Regions from separate parts of the Sorghum bicolor genome. Here region 1 is linked to region 2. A link is a contact called in public HiCAR-type data. All regions are on one chromosome and are shown on one strand. Each heading gives the region's core, a stretch centred on a gene start, on an enhancer-like site or on the middle of the called end of the contact. The rest is flanking DNA. Distances are from core to core; before and after follow the strand shown.

The links. HiCAR-type assays count read pairs that join an accessible place to other places.
Region 1: a HiCAR-type map of leaf shows a contact between it and region 2, with 2.5 times the contacts expected there. The contact joins the promoter of LOC110432869 here to the promoter of LOC8072241 in region 2. A contact is called at or near these places in 1 of 4 Hi-C or Micro-C datasets (leaf) and 1 of 1 datasets of contacts at active chromatin or transcription factors (leaf).

Annotation. Positions count from the first base shown.
Region 1 is chr2:75,246,220-75,248,919 of Sorghum_bicolor_NCBIv3, forward strand. LOC110432869 reads left to right here and starts at 1,267. Exons shown (of 2, transcript XM_021453880.1): 1 at 1,267-2,173; 2 at 2,269-2,688. The coding sequence starts at 1,510. The coding sequence ends at 2,414. LOC110432868 (thioredoxin reductase NTRC) reads left to right here. Exons shown (of 10, transcript XM_021453879.1): 10 at 618-956. The coding sequence ends at 678.
Region 2 is chr2:75,192,326-75,195,033 of Sorghum_bicolor_NCBIv3, forward strand. It overlaps LOC8072241 (protein transport protein SEC31 homolog B), which reads left to right and starts at 1,340. Exons shown (of 22, transcript XM_021454756.1): 1 at 1,340-1,830; 2 at 1,908-1,965; 3 at 2,061-2,183. The coding sequence starts at 1,511.

The DNA of each region.
Region 1 (2,700 bases), core at 17-2,516, 54 kb after region 2:
ATACAATCCACTGTTTCTTCCTTGCCAAAGTATTTGGAGACCTTAGATCCATCCCAATTCCTCTTCCTGAGCTGTTGTGTGGTTTGGATTCTGTCATGCCAGGCCATCCACAAAAAAAATCTGAACTTTTAAAGGTACCTTTGGCTTTCAGATCTCCATCATCCTCACATCAAACACCCCACTGAAGGTTATATATCTGTACATGCTTCTAATTGTAAACATTCCAGAGTTCTCTGACTTCTAGACTACTCCTACCTTATCATCTTCATCGTTCAGATTAATACCAGATAGCTGAAATGAACTTGCAAACCGAAGGCACATCTTGGCTAAATATTGGACTAGTTGGTGTATGTGTATTTTATCGTTCTTGGCCAAACCTTGTTGGTAGACCCAATAAATAGGGACTAGGGAGCACGCATTTTTTTTTTAAAAAAAAATGTTGTCTGATGAAGTTCTCGAACAAAATTTTGTTAACCACAGGCATGCAATTGAACTCTTAAATCCGTCTTCTTTGAACTTTGATGCTTGCCAGTGACAACGAACTCATGGCGCGAGTTCTGTATTATGATGTCTTAGGTACGCCTTTATCTTATCTTTTGTTATCTTGGAACATGCAGGACTGTATCTGGTGTGAAAAGGAAGAAAGAATATCGGGAGTTTATCGAGGAGAACAAATGAGTTGAGCACGCAGTACACGCCCACAACAGGTTTTTGAAGTGCAGTGGTTCTTTTGCGCTATTTTGACGCCACCCCCGGTGGCCAATTTTTGATCAAATTTTAAGATGAGCCTGCCAAAGGAAACTTATCCGATCTCTCATATTGGATTATACAGCTCAAAATATATTCTTTGCTGTGTACAACATACATGAGTTGACCCCCCAGCTGATGAAATGATCATTGTCTCGATACTGTCACTGTGCAAACTAATTCCACGGATTATCATCCATTAATCTTCACATGCTTGTGTACGTGTGGGAGGCACTCTGCTCACTGTAGAATTTACCACTCACCAGCGCAGCGCTCCATCCAACACCAACGTCTCCTGGTGCCCATGGCGACCCTTCTCCGTCCCCGGCGGTCTCGTCACCTGCGCTGCCGGCCCGCCGCCGCGGGGAAACCCTTGGCCGCTTCCAGAAACCTCCCGGGCTCCACGGCTCCACCTGTCGTCCGAGACGAGTCAGCACACCACGCGTCAGGCCACAGCCGACACGGAAACAAAACCAGCGCACGGATATAGGCGAGGCGACCCGCCTCCCCCAGACAGATCCTTCGCCACCCAAATCCGGCGAACCGCCCGCTCCGCCGCGCCAGCCAATCCCCACCTCAAATAACCCCCGGCGCCCGCGGCCCCGGCCCCACCCGCCCGCCGAGGGGAAATAACAAGCAAGCCCCCGCACATCAACGAGAACGCCACCGCCGCACGAAGCGAGGAGCCGAAGCCAGCCGGGAGAGAAAACGGGCGGGATCCCCACCGCCTCGCGCGCCGCGGCGGCCGACGCCGCCGCGGCAATGGAGGTCACCTCCTCCTCCTCCTCTCCTTCCGCGCCGCCGCCGGGATCCTCGAAGCCGGCGCTCCGGCTCAACCCCGCGGCGGTCCTCCTCCGCCGCCTGCCGACCCCGACCCCGACCACGGCGACGCCCGTCACCGCGTCAGAGCCCCCTGCGCGGCCCGGCGGCGCGTCCAACCCGCTCGCCGCCTTCCTCTCCTCCCTCATCCCTTTCTGGCGCGAGCGGCGGTGGGGACCGCCGAAACAGCCGGCCCACCCCGCTGCCTCCTCCGCTGCGGCGCGGAGGGCGGCCGAGCAGGAGGCGGAGGCGGAGGCGCGACAGCTGGTGGGGTGTGCGGTGCCGCTGTTCCGGCCGTACGTGGCGCAGCTGCCGTGGCACGGCGGCACGCGGGCGTGGCTGTCGAAGCTGTTCCCGCGCTACGGCCACTACTGCGGACCCAACTGGTCCAGCGGCAAGGAGGCCGGCTCCGTGCTCTGGGACCGCCGCCCCGTCGACCACCTCGACTTCTGCTGCTACTGCCACGACATGGCCTACGACACCCACGACCAGGCCCAGCTCCTCCGCGCTGACCTGGCCTTCCTCCGCTGCCTCGAGGGCAGCCGCCGCACGCCCGCGCGCGACGGCATCGCCGCCGCAGTCATCTACCGCGCCATGTGCATCTTCGGTGAGCCCAATTCTCCGTTGCCAATCCTCGCGCCGTAGCCTGAAACCTAGTATGTCGATTGAGTGATTGGTGGGGCGATGCGTGCGTGCTTTCAGGACTGAAGACGATCCTGATCCCGTACCGGACGAACCTCGTGCGGCTGCAGACGGGGCCGAACTACGCTGATTTCTTCGCCGATTTTGTGAAGAGGGTCGCGTCGTCGTCGGGCAGGCCGACCGGCGGTGAGAAGCAGAGGCTGTGAGCAAATTTGCTCGCCTGGTCCTACATGTAAGGTGGTAGATCGAGCCGTAGTAATTTGTCTATATATAAGGTAGCTGAGTTTTTTTTTTTAATCCACAATATGGCAAGGCAAACTGTGTCTATTTGATTTGTAGCAAATGATGAGAAACTTGATGTTTCTACTGTGAATATAGCGCAAATGCGATGCCCTTGGTTGAAATTGAAAAGATCAGGGCAATACTCCTAAGAACAGCAAGTCAGCAACCATGCTGCTGCATTTCTCTCTTTGATCTTCATATCTGGGCTTC
Region 2 (2,708 bases), core at 90-2,589:
ATCTAGAGATGTGGATTGTAATATTTTAGCTTTTAATTTATGTTAGCTTTTTCCGCATAAGGCCGATCCGACAAAACTTGAGATCAATGATGTTTGCATTTTAGCTCTGGCGCCCTAGTGCCATGATTAGGTGTCTCTATAGTTGCATCATCGATGAATAAATAGATGACAATTCGAGTCAATTTGGTTCCTTTGCTTGCCTTGCCTCACCTTGCCAGTCCGAGATAGATTTACCTTGCCAGGGTCAAAGAGCCAAGTTGGCTACCTACGTACGGTAGCAAAACAAGAAAATGCGCCAGAGATCTAAACACTTAACTACATTTGATTTCCTTGCTTTTGGCAATGTCTGGCTAAATATCCAAACATGCTCGAAATCAACTACACTTTGAGTGTCAAATATATGCTAGCATGTTACTTATATGGACAACAACAAATCTATAAAGAGAGGGTTGATTGCCCATCGGTAGTGGCATGCCATAGTACATGTACATAGCACAATGGTTCTATAAAAACTGAACTAAGACTTCATGCTAATCTTGTAAACGTGTTTGATGAGGCATTGGTTACAACATACATCAGCCCAACTTTTTATTTTTTCTCACTTTGAGCCCATATTTCATTAAGAGAAAAAAGAGGTAAAACGTTACACGGCGGGACAAAAACAAAGATGAGACACCATCATGGAGTCTAAAGTTTCCTATTACAAAGGTGACAAATTTTGTGATCAAACAATACAAACAACTGACAAAGTCTTGTAGCCGGCCTCCACCCACAATTATGAAGGTGAGACACCACGAAAGAAGTACCAATTTATCTAAGTATAAAGTATAAAAACGCACTCCTTCATCCCAGGAGAGATGCAATTATGTAATAGTGCTAAGTCAAATGATTTTGAAATTTGACCAAAGTTATATAAAATGATACTAATCACTAAATCATTATACTAGATAAGTATTAGTAAATACGTTGCGAAATATATTTCCATGTATATTTTCTGAAGCGATATACTTTTTTCTATAAACATAGTTAAACTTAAAAGTGTTTGACTTTCAGCAAATCTATATTTTTTCTAGGATGAAGGTAGTAAATTGGAATAACAATTTATATCTGGATTCTAGATTAAGACACTTAGAAACTGGATTAATCTGTCTTTTTGTTTGAAGTTATATCACACATCCGCTATTGCATGTTCAAATCTAACGGTTCAGACTAATCCCATTCGAGTAAACAACGGCCTTGATCTCTCGTAATGACGCGGCCGAAGGCTTCCAAATCACGCGTGCCAGCACGCTGGCACGCAGCAGGGTAAGCGCAAACCCCCGCTTTAACCCGATCAGATCCGCAGCGATTCAGCCAAGTCCCCAACCCCTCTCCCGCCGCATCACCACCACCTCTCTTCTCTGCCCTCCCTCGATCTCCAGATCGCCCTTCCAATTCATCCGTGCAGCGCCCCTGCCCTGGGCGAGCTAGAGAGAGCGCGCGCGCCCAGATCTGCGCGGTCTCGCCGGCGATGGCGTGCATCAAGAGCGCGCAGCGGGCGGCGCTGACGGCGCTGGCGCCGGACGCGCCGTACCTCGCCGCGGGCACCATGACCGGCGCCGTCGACCTGAGCTTCTCCAACTCTGCCAACATCGAGATCTTCCGCCTCGACTTCCAGTCGGACTCCCCGGACCTGCCGCTCCTCGCCTCGGCGCCCGCCCCGGACCGCTTCAACCGCCTCTCCTGGTCGCGCCCGGGCGCCGTCGAGGGCGACTCCTTCGCCCTCGGACTCCTCGCCGGTGGCCTCAGCGATGGCTCCGTCGCCGTGTGGAACCCGCTGAGCATGATCAGGTCCGGATCCGCCTCCCTCGCCCCGCTTCGCACTTGAGATCTGCTCCCGTTCTGACTGAATTGCGCCGCTGTTTCAGCTCCGAGGGGAAAGCGGAGGACGCCATGGTCGCGCGTCTGGAGAAGCACACCGGGCCGGTGAGTGGCGCGGGGTTGGCTAGTTAGTTTTACGCGCCTGGCGTTCTGACGGGGTTGGTGTCGTGTGCTGATTGCGTCTGTGTTCGGTCTGCCAGGTTTGTGGACTGGAGTTCAGTGAGCTCACGCCGAATCGGCTCGCTTCTGGGGCTGAGCAGGGGGAGCTTTGCATCTGGGATCTCAAGAACCCTATTGAGCCAATTGTGTACCCACCACTCAAGGTACTTGCAGTTCTGTACAGAGAGCTTATTGTCATACAAGAGGATTAAAGGATTTGCTTGATTGGTTAACGGTTATTCATGAGATGCATGGTTTCTACTATTCACGGCCTGTAATGATTCAGTGCTGCTTTTCATTCCATGGTAAACATGCTGTCATCTTGTGTGCCTACGATGACCCTAGCATGTTTTTTGCCATTCCAGAGGGTCATGTTTTGAGTGTAGTGCATTCTCATTTTTAATTTTCATTCAGTATGAGCAGAACTGGCTACACTATTTGATGCAGGGATGAAACTGAGGGACTTTAGATGTTTGTGTAAGATTATAGTCGTCCTTTATGATCTGGATGTTTGTGCCTGTGCTACACTAGTCCGTTGAATGCAAACCAAGTTTTTCCCCTGTAGAATCCTTTATGTTATCTTGCTGCGTTTCCATGCTTGTTCTTTCATATGATCGATGTGAGCTGCTGTTAATGAAAAAAATAAAGTTGAGGTTTAGGGCACGTGACATAGTTGTAAAGCAGGATGT